Regions from separate parts of the Mus musculus genome. Here regions 1 and 3 are each linked to region 2. A link is a contact called in public promoter capture Hi-C data. All regions are on one chromosome and are shown on one strand. Each heading gives the region's core, a stretch centred on a gene start, on an enhancer-like site or on the middle of the called end of the contact. The rest is flanking DNA. Distances are from core to core; before and after follow the strand shown.

What was found. Promoter capture Hi-C pulls out the DNA fragments that hold promoters and counts their contacts.
Region 1: a contact with region 2 is called in a promoter capture Hi-C map of pre-B cells, with 5 times the contacts expected there. The contact joins the promoter of Aph1b here to the promoter of Oaz2 in region 2. A contact is called at or near these places in 2 of 39 promoter capture datasets (embryonic stem cells and pre-B cells), 1 of 484 Hi-C or Micro-C datasets (embryonic stem cells) and 1 of 115 datasets of contacts at active chromatin or transcription factors (embryonic stem cells).
Region 3: a promoter capture Hi-C map of pre-B cells shows a contact between it and region 2, with 4 times the contacts expected there. The contact joins the promoter of Lactb here to the promoter of Oaz2 in region 2. A contact is called at or near these places in 2 of 39 promoter capture datasets (the HPC-7 cell line and pre-B cells) and 2 of 484 Hi-C or Micro-C datasets (CD8 T cells and pro-B cells).

What each region holds. Positions count from the first base shown.
Region 1 is chr9:66,793,349-66,797,147 of GRCm38.p6, reverse strand. Aph1b (aph1 homolog B, gamma secretase subunit) reads left to right here and starts at 1,725. Exons shown (of 6, transcript NM_177583.4): 1 at 1,725-1,895; 2 at 2,908-3,078. The coding sequence starts at 1,783.
Region 2 is chr9:65,673,879-65,677,926 of GRCm38.p6, reverse strand. It overlaps Oaz2 (ornithine decarboxylase antizyme 2), which reads right to left and starts at 1,379. Exons shown (of 5, transcript NM_010952.3): 1 at 1,162-1,379. The coding sequence starts at 1,181.
Region 3 is chr9:66,974,078-66,978,437 of GRCm38.p6, reverse strand. Lactb (lactamase, beta) reads left to right here and starts at 2,954. Exons shown (of 6, transcript NM_030717.1): 1 at 2,954-3,397; 2 at 3,654-3,720. The coding sequence starts at 3,047.

The DNA.
Region 1 (3,799 bases), core at 476-2,975, 1.1 Mb before region 2:
AAGATGAAGCTCGTCAATATTCTAGCGCAGAGTAGGAAGAAGTTCATAAGATGCAAACACTGACTGGGAAGCGATTGACAGCTTGGCTTTTCAGAGAGAGTCAGCTTTCCTCGAGGGCATGGCTTCTGGGAGGTAGACCACACTCTAATGGATGTCCCTACAGCCAGACGTACATGAGCAATACAAATTAGACTCAGACTCAGTGTGTAATTTAAGAGAAAAAAAAGAACACATGAAGTTGGGAGCAGGTAGGGGATGGAGGTGAATCTGGAAAGAGGATAAATATGACCAAAATACATTGTATATATGTTCAAATTATTGAAAATATTATATTAATAAAAGTAACTTCAGCATACTTGGTGTTAATAAGTAGATAGGAACAAGGCATAGGAGAATAGAAAAATGTTGTTGTCCTAGCAATGCTGCATGTGGACTCTGCCCGTCTATGTACTAGGTTCATCCAGTTCAACCTAAGCTTCATTTAAAAGCAAACCCACTCATAAATGACACAAGATCAAACACACTATCCCTAACACCTAGGACCGTAAACATTTCACCAAGGTCTCTTAAAGAACAATAATTAGTTTTCCACTCATCGGGCTAAAAGAACCTTATTAGAGTGAACCTAATTAAAGAGTGAAGTCAAGTCAGTTTATTTCTAACAACTGACCCACTTCTAACTTCTGGAGATGAGGGAAGACAAGAACTAGGAAGATGAAGATTCTGCTGGTTGCTCTGGAATTTTCTCTGGTTTGTGATGACCAGAAACCTCTTCATCTGGCATAACCCTTCATAGCCCTACTGATATGTGACCGGGAAAGGCTGCTCTCTGGGTGGGAAGAATTCTATGTGTTTTTTACATGGATTCTGGCATTTCTCTATGCATCAGGTTTTGTAATATATATGTCAAGTATTACAGCTTTCACCTCTATATTCTTTCTCCATCAGCATGTAATCCAGGTATAAAAGCTAAGCCTAGGAACAGTGGGGCTCAAGGTGATGAACAAAACTCCATCAGTAACTGAGCAGGGACAAACCCTAGGCCTAATGTCTGGAGCGGCTGACTCTGACTACACTTATAACACCTCGGAGCCCCGCCCACTACATTACCAGGTCTCCAGAACTTCGGCTCGCTTTGGCTGGAGTAGGGCGGCACTCTGAGCTTGCTCTGGCTGGAGTAGGGCGGCGCTCTGAGCTCGCTCTGCAGGCGCTGACAGGTCTGGGAGCGACTCAAAGCCCCGCCTCCCAGGCTCCGACCTGGCTCCGGTTTGACTGGGCGTGGGACTCCTCCAGGCTCTCCGCCTTCCGACCTCCGTTCCCTGTTCTGACAGGATCTGTGCTCCGAAGCCACGCCCCTCCTCTGCCCTCGGAGCACCTCGAGTCCCCTGCCGAGCTCCGCCCAGCAACCCGCTTTTACAGGCCAAGGAGCAGCTCAGGCCCCAACTCCCGAACCCTGCCTTGTCCCGTGTGACTAGAGGACCTCGAGGTCCTGCATGCCAACCCTCGCTCTGCCGTCCACTCTGATAGGCTATGGAACTCTTCCAGGCCTGGCCTCCCGAAGCTCCCTCCTGTTGCCTCTTTGACTAGGGCACCGAAGGCTCCGCCTCTCGAGCCCCGTCCCGCCCTCGGCATCTCCAGACCCCGCCTCACGGGCTCCGCCTCGTCCACTGCTCTGACGGAGCACCGGAGCCTCGCCACCCAGCCCCGCCCCGTATCCAGGACCCGCTGTCCATTGGGCACTGCAGGGCCCTCGGGCCCCCGCGACTGGCTCCCGAGGTCGTCATGACGGCTGCGGTGTTCTTTGGTTGCGCCTTCATCGCCTTCGGGCCCGCGCTCGCTCTTTATGTCTTCACCATCGCCACCGACCCTTTGCGAGTCATCTTCCTCATCGCCGGGTGAGGCTGCGCTGTGTCCCGGACGCCGCGGGTTCCCTCCCTCTCCTGGGTTCCCACGACCCCGGGATCCCCATCTCCCAGGGGCTCCAGCTTGTGGTGCGGTCCAGGGCTGGAACTGTTCCTGGGAGGGTCTGAGAAGAGCAGGCCCGTAGGCTAAGCAGGCGCCCCTTGGCTTCTGTTGGCTGAGTGTGGGAACAAGCAGATAGATTCCTGCATGAAGCCTTTGTCTTTCTGTAGGAATCTCTCATTTCCCTCAGTGCTGAGCAGCATCGAAGAGTCGTTATCACTACTCTCTGCCATTAAAGTCACCTGGAGATCAGATGTTTATTCCCTGCCCCCCACCCTCACATCAATCCTCGGACTCAGAATGTCTGTGCAGACTATTCAGGCTCAGATTTTCTTTGTAGACTCCTGGGTAATGGTTTGGGTGCAGTCAAGGAGGAAAGTTCGAGAAAACACAGTAACAACTGACCAGGCGGCATGTCCTCCTGGGAGCTTGGTAAATACCGGAACTCTGCTGGTGAACGTGGTCTTGGTCTCGCTGCACCTGCCCGAAGTTTGCAGCTTCTGAACTTTCCATTATATTAATGCAGGCGTTAGGTATTCATTTTCTTTTAGAAAAAGACACTTGACAATATCTAACCATTAAACTTATATTTTCTGGTGAATTTTGAGGATATGAAATTTGCAACTGTCACTGGTTGTATATTTCTATAGCACACAAAGCATCTCTTAGGAAAAATAGTCAGCAACCAAGTGCCTCTTAGTCCTTGACAGATAGTGCCCTAGCGTGCACGCGACAGGGTCACTGAATCGTTCTTGTTAAGCACATCTGACGTTCCTCTTGGACTATTTGTCTCACTAGGAGAAAAAAAAAATTCTGATCTAAAACATCACTTTGTGAGGATTGTTTACTAAAAATGATTTGTAGCTCAAGCAGGTTTGATTTAAAGTCATTATTAAGCCTGTGCTTCTGTTAACTTGTGATTTTTTTTTTCCTTCTACGTTCCAGTGCTTTCTTCTGGTTGGTGTCTCTCCTGCTGTCATCCGTTTTTTGGTTCCTAGTGAGAGTCATTACTGACAACAGAGATGGACCAGTACAGAATTACCTGCTCATCTTCGGAGTGTTGCTCTCTGTCTGTATCCAAGAGCTGTTCAGGCTCGCATATTATAAGCTGTTAAAGTAAGTTAAGTGTTTGTTTTATTTTCCCAGTTAGACTTGAATTACGATTTAGTGATTGCTACAATTTTAGCCTGAAAATATTGAATATTTAAATTTACAATCCGGTTTGCCTGCCCTCCTGCTCCTCCTTATCTTTCTCTCTTCATTCTTCCCAAAAGTGTTTCTTCAAAAATTTCCCAATGCCAGACACTTTGTAGAAGCTGAGGTACAAAGGTGGGTTAAGAGACAGAAGCTCTGGCCTGGTAGAATTTATAATGAGAGGAAACAGGCAAGATATGAATGAACAAAAAGAAATCCACTATTGAAGAAAAATAACCCAGGGAAATAATTACTGAAACAATAAAGAGCCTTTCCACTTGAACTTCATGCTTCCCTCCTACCACCTCAAATAAATTATTCTTATGGAAATTATGCCTTCCATTATTTTAACTGTTAGTGGGAAACAAAGGCTCACTTAAAAATATTTTCTATAGTTTCAAGTCTGCAAATGAAAGATACATTTAACAAAAAACCAAGCCATGAGCTCTCTTTTTGGGGTTAGGATGTAAGTATTTAAATTGATTTCTTATGCTATGCTTTATTTATGCATTTATTTATTTACCTAGAACACAACTGTCATTGCCTAACACTTATCTTCTGTAACTGCTGTGTTGTCTAAAATTGCTGTATGATACCTGAAATATATGGATAGTTTAAAGCTTGGATTGAAAATTTTGCAACC
Region 2 (4,048 bases), core at 130-2,629:
AGGCAAAGGAATCATTTCTGAATTGCTAATGAAAGCCAAGATAATACATAAGCAAGTGGCATTACAAATCCTGAGGGATCAGAAAATTCTGGAATAGCTTTGGAGAAGAGCGTCTGTCTGGGACAGAAATGTGGGATATCTGAGGACATGGAAAAAGGGAGGGTAACTAAAGGGATGACTTCTGCCTACTTTGGTTGAAAGTTAAGAAACCCACACCATTTCAAAAGAATAATGCATTTCAAATCCTGGGGGAAACAGGGATTGGGTCTTGAGGTAGGTAACTTCCAAAGGCCCAGGATCTGGTTTTGGAGGCCCTGGAGTGAAATTTAAAAGGGGGTAGCACTTAATGATCTTCCCAGGAAAGGGGAGAGACTAAGTTGGGCATTGTAATGATTTTAAAGAAGGGGGGGGGCGGTAAGATGAGTACCAACTGAGACTTTGTAGTGTTTAAAGGGTAAGAGTGTGTAGAAGAGTGTTGGCAACATCATTGGAAAAACAGGCTGGAGGGCAGGAATGGACTCCATAGTGTTAGAGAAATAAAGAGTGGGGGTTCCCAGACAGGAAAATGGGGCCTACCTGGAGAAGGGTGGGGAAGAGAGTGGGACTGCACATCCCAAGGAGGTGGGAAGAGGGGGAAAGGGTTGAGTTGAGAACTGCCGGACAGAGCTTGTCTTTGGGGACAGCCAGGCAGGGCTGAGAGGAGTCTGCCTGGGAAGCAATTTTCACTAGAGAATGGATTTAAAGCGATTAAGTGACTTGTGGAGGAGTAAGAAAGATTTAGGGAAGATAAGAACCAATTCGGGGAATCTGTGGGAGAAAGCCCACAGTATGGGGGACTGGGCACCGTCCCACTGGGCTTAAGAAAACGGAGCGACTGACTGGCTATGTCCAGGTTTTTTTTTTTTTTTGGGGGGGGGGGGCTCCGGGCGAGGAGAAAACCCGGATGAGGGGGATGGGCAGGGCTGGAGGAAGGGGGCTAAAGGACGGAAGGAGGCCCGATTTCAGGACTCGGGTGGCAGTGGCTGGGATGGCGAGAGGAACAGTGGGAGCGGATGGAGCCCCCTGGGGGCTGGGGGCAGGCTGCGGGGGTGGGGGGGGGTGCGAAGGCCTCTGGAGCTGCGGAGGGAGGATGGGGGCGGGGAGCCTGCGCCGGGCCGTTACCTGTCCTGGGTGTTTATCATCCTCGGTGGCTCTGCTCAGGGTGGGAGGAGGCGGCGCGGGGAGTGGGTAGGTGGACGAGTGGGTGGGTGTGGGGTCGCGCGCGCGGGCCGGTCTCTGTGGGCTAAGTCCCTGTCAGGCCGCGGGCCGAGTGCCCTCCTCTTGCCTCAGCGAGCGCCTGCCTCCAACTGACCCTCCCCGGCCGCCGCCGCGCAACCGCCCCGCCCCCAAGTACCTCATCTGCATAGCCCCACCCAGCGCCGCTTGGTGTCCTGGGAAACTGGGGCCCACAACAAAGGGCGAAGCACCGCCCCGCCTGGGCGCAGGCGTACTAAGGGCAAGCTATCATCTCGGGAAGAGGGGCGGTAGCCAGGGAGAAGAGGGGAAAGAGGTCTCTCTCGATGCCAGGAACTCAGGTTCTGCTTGGCTAAGGCCAGTCTTCATTTCTGCTTTTGTTCTTTCTTAATCATTTATGTATGTTTATTTTTTATACACATTGGTGTTTTGCCTGCATGTATCTCTATATGAGGATGTCAGATCCCCTGGCACAGGAGTTACAGACAGTGTGACCTGCCATGTAGAGGCTGGGAATTGAACCCAAGTCCTCTGAAGACCAACCGGTGCTCTTATCCGCTGAGCCCTCTCCACTCGTTCATGTCTGCCTTTTGTTTGTTTTTTGATACAGTCTTTGTAGCTCAGGCTAGCCTCAGACTCACTGGAAGATGACTTGGAAACCCCCATCCTCCTTCCTTTACTTCCTGTCCTGCCAAGTGCTGGAAATAGTGTGCCTCACCACACTGGGCACTTGCTGCTTTTGGTGTGTGGCCAAACCGAAACCGGAGAATAGTATTTGTAAACCCATGTCACTAAACAAAACAAAATCTGAAATAGAAGAATACTCCTCATAGAGTAGCACCATTTCCAGTGTGAATCTAATCCCACAGATCTTTTCCTTCAATTCATAGTACAATGACAGTGGCTTCCAGCCAATCGGTGCAAGCTGCTTCAATCGATCATGCAAGGCACCTAGTGCACTGCCACTGTCTTACCTGGCCCTCTAATCACAGAGGCCAGGCAGCAATGTACACACACCCCCAAATCCCAGCCACACTCACAGGAGAACCCTAGTTGTCAAACCTGTGCAGTCAACTTAGACTGCAGTCAGTAGAGACTGTGTAAGCCTTTATCTATCTTAGCACCCAGGAAGCAGGGGCAGGTGAGGCTCTGTGAGTTGAAGGCCAGCTTGTAGTACGCAGGCAACAAGTTCCAGGCTGCTTAGTGTAACATGGTGAGACCCTATCTTGGGGGTGGGGGAGGGAGGGGAGAGAGAGAGAGAGAGAGAGAGAGAGAGAGAGAGAGAGAGAGAGAGAGAGGTGGGGCAGAGGGAAAGGGAGAGGATGCACTCTCAGACCACAGTGGTCACCTCAAATCATCCGTTCATTTAGTCAAAGTTCAGTAAATAGCTACATACTATGTGCTTCTAGCATGGGCAGGAATCCAGGAAGCTTCCACAATGGGCCAGGCAATGTACCTACCTTGGATGTCACAATCTGTCCAGAGAGAGAGGCCATCACAATATGAGGTAAGTACTCAGTCTGAAGGACACTGCAAAGAAAGCAACACGCAGAAGAGACAGCTTGAAAAACCTGTACTTTTTCACTTTGGTATTACTCCAAAATGCAGTGGTCAACATGACCTCCACTGCCAAGCTACAGTGCCCCTTGGGACCTAAGGATTCTGTCGCACACACAAGATTTTAGTGTTCAGATCATGGGGATACCAAGGAAGGATGGGGCTTTCACACTACGTTTTACTTTTTCTTAAAACAAAAATTGAAGTGGTAAAAGAACTGTCATGGTTATCCTTAGATATTCAGAACTGTTCTCTGGCTCACCTTGCTGGACATGGTGGCACACGCCTTTAATCCCAGCACTGGGGAGGCAGAGGCAGACAGGTCTCTGAGTTGAGGCCAGCCTCTACATAGTTCCAAGACAGCCAGGGCTACACAGAGAAAAACTGTCTCAAACGATCCCCGAGCTCCCAACAACAAAACCTCAGCAGAGCAGTAATGGCATATTCCCTTAGTTCTAGCTCTCAGGAGGAAGAGACAGGTAGCCCTCTGTGAGTTTGAGGCCAGCCTGGTCTACAGAGTGAGTTCTAGGACAGCTGGGACTACACAGAGAAATCATGTCTCGAAGAAGAAAAAAAACAGAAATCCTTGCCGGGCATGGTGGTGCACTTGGGAGGCAGAGGCAGGCGGATTTCTGAGTTCGAGGCCAGCCTGGTCTACAAAGTGAGGTCCAGGACAGCCAGGGCTATACAGAGAAACCCTGTCTCAGAAAACAAAACAAAACCAAAAAGAAACCACTTTGTGATTAATCAGTTGACAAATACTAAGAGCACATGATGACAATGATACCAACCATGTACTAAGCATTTCTGTGGGTTTCTGTGAGGTTGGACGGAATGTATGTGTGTGTGTATAGATTCATGTGTGTGTAGGTGCATCTGGGCTGTATGTGTGTACATGTAGAGGCCAGAGGGCAACCTGAGGACATATTCCTCAGGCGTCAGCTACTTGGTTGATGGAGTGAGTGACAGAGACCTAGAACTCACCAAGTAAGCTATGCTGGCTGGGATCCCCACCTTCCCTCACAAAACCCCTAGAAACCCCATCTTCCAAGAGCTAGAACAAACCAGCACTCATTTATTGGGGGGGGGATCATACTCAGGTCATGGTACTAGCTAAGGAATCTCCCCAGCTCCTAAAGCACTAATTTTTACAACCGCTTTGTTTCTTTGTTTGTTTGTTTGTTTGACAGGGTTCCTCTGTGTAGCCCTGGCTATCCTGGAACTCTCTTTGTAGCCCAGGCTAGCCTCGAACTCAGAG
Region 3 (4,360 bases), core at 1,705-4,204, 1.3 Mb before region 2:
GTGGTATACATAAAATATATCTTAATAAGAAAACAGCACTTACAACTAAGGAAAAGATGTGTAAATAGCTACTGACCTTAACAGCATCAGCTCTCAGAGGAAATGCAGGGCAAAACCTCAGTGAGATCCAGTTCCTGCCTGCTGGGGTGGCTGTCAGCAGGAAGCTGGAGCTGGGCCAGTGCCTTTATTCTCAGCACTCAAGAGACAGAGGCAGGTGGATCTCTGAGTCTGAGGCCAGTCTGGTCTACATAGTGAGTTCCAGGACAGCCAGGGCTAAAAAAAGAAAGGAGAAGAAAAAAAGAAAGACAGAAAAGAAGAAAGCCAGTGCTGGCAGCTACACTGAGGAACTGAAACTATCATGCAGTGCTGGTGGGCAGGTGAAATGCTGCTTCTGGGAGCGCAATTAAATACAGAGTTATGCAATGGCTCTGCACTCCACCTCCAACTATAATTTCTAAGAGAAATGAAAACCTGCATTATAACAAGACATTGTGGTTGTCTGTAGCAGTTTCATGTTCAATGGTTGAAACTAGAAAAGGCACAGTCCACTAGTAAATGCATAAACAAACTGTTATAGCCATAACTGCAGGAATATCACACACACACACACACACACACACACACCTACCTAAAATGGCCTGAAGCAGATATCCTTGTAACTACAGTTACAAAATGCAAACATTTTGGAAAGAACATTGATTGTATCATAGTTCATTCATTGGCAGCTGCATCCATCTTTTTCTTTCCCTGTGGTGATTTTAGTATTTCTCCCTGTGTGAAGGAGCAGACATCCCCACGACACAATAGGAGGGAAAATCTAGTACACTTTCAAGTTTTATCTTTTTGTATATGAAAACACATAAATAATAATAAAATAGAAGAGTGGGCTGTGGGTGCATGCGCTGACACCAGAATAATTATGCTGGGTGAAAGGAGGAAGGCTTTAAAAAGAATATGATTCAAGTCTTCATGGATGAAAATTCTAGAAAATGAAAACTTCTGATCCTCCTGCTTCCACCTTCCAGGCGCTGGAATTCTGGGCATGTGCCACCACACCCAGTTTGTGTGGTTCTTGGGATAGAACCCAGTTTGCCAGGCAAGTACTCTGTGAACGGATTTATCTCCCCCGCCACAGATAGTCTTTTGAAAAGGAAAGTCTCTTATAATTAGCACCTGCAATCAGACCAAAATTCTGTTCCTCTGTGTTCCTTCTCTCCAAGCATGTCTGTGTGCTTGTCCCTGCAAATCAGAGTGGGCAGCCCTTTCTGCTTGGAGCTCCTCACTGAGCCTTAACCGCTCAACTCCACGAACCTCACAGTGAATGCACGCCTGAAGACCTTGCTTGGAAAACAAGGATCTATTTCTCAGGGGCCACATTTTGGACAGGACCGACGGATGTGTGTGACAAAGCCAGACGCAGCTGGACACCAGACCGTACTCCATAGCTACGCAGGGCAGAGGAAGCGGAGCTCCATGGGATGTGGGCAGAGGTGATGGGGTAGGAGGAGAGAGCGAGCGGTGACAACTTGAGCTGATCAGGAGTGTGGACAGTCACAAGAAGCAGAAAGGGTTTTGGTCCACATGAATCCACCCATTTTGCTATTTGGCACTTATGACGTGAGGCTCCTACCCTCTGCCACAGACTGGGGGACAGGAGCTCTGTTTTCCAGTGGTGGTTGGAACAAACAGTAACTGCGTTTGGAAACTCTGATCTTTCTCAGGCAGGTATTTTGAAGAAAGATAGGGTCACTCTAGCAACGCAGCCTTGAGCTGTGAGAAACTGTGGAAGAGTTTCCTACTCAGGAAGAGAACTGAGAGTAGCCTGGCTAGAGTTTGCTTCAGAGAACAGGACTGGGTGTGGAAGGGCAGCTGTAGCGCCCAGTGGACCCTGGCCATGTAATAATACTAGCTGCAGCTGCATCCATCGCACCACTGGGAAGCTGATTCACCGCCCACGCCTCTGATCGTAGAACCCTTCAAACCCTCTGACAAGAGAGGAAGGCTGAGAAGGTACATTTCTGGGCCATCACCTGACAACTCTGTAGATTTAGACAAATCCCTTAGCCTCCCTTTACTCCAGTTTCCTCATGGAACTGATGTCAGACAACACAACCAATCTCCAGAGCAGTTACGATGATTAATGTTTGCTAGAATGATTGTCACTGGGCAGGAAGGCGAGTCAAGACATAAAATTCTCCTAAAAGAATGAAAAAAACCCACATCAGGTTTGCTTTTTCCCACTTTTGTGTGTGTGCATGTATATACATGCATATTAGCATTTGCCTGAGAACGTCCCAGACTATGTTGGAAACCATCTATAATTGCGCTTCTAACTTTGGATTGAGGCTGGGTTTCTCAATCCGTTACAGGTAGGCGCCATGCCCACTGGGCATTTTCACCCGGATACTGGGGATTTGAATTCCAGTCCTTGTGTTTGCATGGCAAGTGTTTTAACCACTGTGCATCTCAGTCAAACAAAGGGGCGAGTGTTGTTAACATAGGCATAAGGTGGCAAGAGGGTGTTGCTGTGACAGGAGACTTGTCTAAGGATATCATGTGTGTTGTGAGAGAGAAGAAGCATGGAAAAGGAGAGAGATGAGGAGGAGAAAAGGAAAAGAGAGGCTTGAGGGACAGGTAGAAACTAAAGTGGGAAGGAGAAAGAGGAGAGAATCAGAAATAAAGAGAGGGAAAGAGAAAAGAGGATAGAGGGAGGAATGTGGGATGCGAGAGAAAAAGAAAACAAGAGAGGGAGGTTAGAGCTAAAGGGAGAGAAGAGAGAGGAAAAGGAGAAGATAAAAGAAGGAAGAAAGATATGAAAAAGAGGGAGGGAAAAGAAAGCAAGAAAAGGAGGGGTGGAACCAAAGAGGATTAGTAGCCAGAAGGCTAGAAAGGAGACGAGGACCAGGCGCTCGATGCGCTCGTCGCTCACCCACCCGGCCTTGACTGAGAGGTACTGTAAAGCCCCGCCTCAGCCCCGCCCCCTCGTCCCGCCCGCCGCGGGCCAAGCCGGAGCAAGCTAGGAGGCAGCCGGCTCTGCGGAGGCAACATGTACCGGCTCCTGTCAAGCGTGACAGCTCGGGCTGCGGCCACCGCAGGCCCAGCCTGGGACGGAGGGCGGCGCGGGGCGCACAGGCGACCGGGCCTGCCTGTGCTGGGCCTTGGTTGGGCCGGCGGCCTGGGGCTCGGGCTGGGGCTGGCTCTCGGCGCGAAGCTGGTGGTCGGGCTGCGGGGCGCCGTCCCCATTCAGTCCCCCGCGGACCCCGAGGCGTCCGGCACTACCGAGTTATCGCACGAGCAGGCCCTGAGCCCGGGGAGCCCGCACACGCCTGCGCCGCCAGCAGCCAGGGGCTTCTCCAGAGCCATCGAGAGCAGCCGCGATCTGCTACACCGGATCAAGGTGCGGGCCCAGTGGGCGTCAGGGCGGCGGCTTCCGTTTTTCTGACTGCCTGGCCGCGGGCTGACGCTCTTAGGGCTGCTCAAGTAGCAGCTGAGGTCACCGGTCGCGGAGGGGCCCGCCCCTTCCCCTTTAGAGTCCTGTGCACTCCGACGGCCAGGGCAATCGGAGCAGAACCATTGCCCTCCTGGTGGGCGGGACCGCAGAGTGGGCGGAGTCAGTCTACTTTTGAACCACCAGGGTCTTTCTTTTCTCTTAGGATGAGGTTGGTGCCCCCGGCATCGTGGTTGGAGTTTCTGTAGATGGAAAAGAAGTCTGGTCAGAAGGTGAGTTCAGCAGGTAGCCCATTTTGTTATTGGTAAAATAAAATACTGATGTTTTACAGGTTGGAGTTGCAAAAAGTGGCACATTTGTAGAGACAATGTATCCCTAGAATAATCAGGCTGTTTTATTTATCACTGGAAAGTTTAAAATGTAACTAACTGGGCTAGGAGTATAGCTCAGTGGAAGCTCACTTGCTTAGCCTCCATGTGTGAGGGCAAAATAAAGTAAATAATTAAATTGTGTGACTCAAGTACGTGGATGTGTTCAAAATGCTGTTTCTTCTCCCAGTTTACTCTTAAGAATTGGTCTGAAAATGGAATGTAGAACAATCCATTAAATTACCACTATTACATATTAGATAACCCTTATTAGTAACTAAAATGTCAGTTTCTGCATATTTTTATTCTTTCATTCTGTAATTTTTTTATTCCCCACTTCTGTAAAAGGCACTATACCAAGTATTAAGAATACATGATATCCCTGGTCCTTAATGATTTACAGTTTATTATTACATTTACTAGACAGAGTGTTACCTGTTTTGTTTTTAACGACAAGCTTGAAGTGGTTTGGGATGGAGCTCAGTTGGTGCTTGCTTTTGGGTACAAGTTCTGGGTATAATCCCTTGCACCACATAAATCAAAG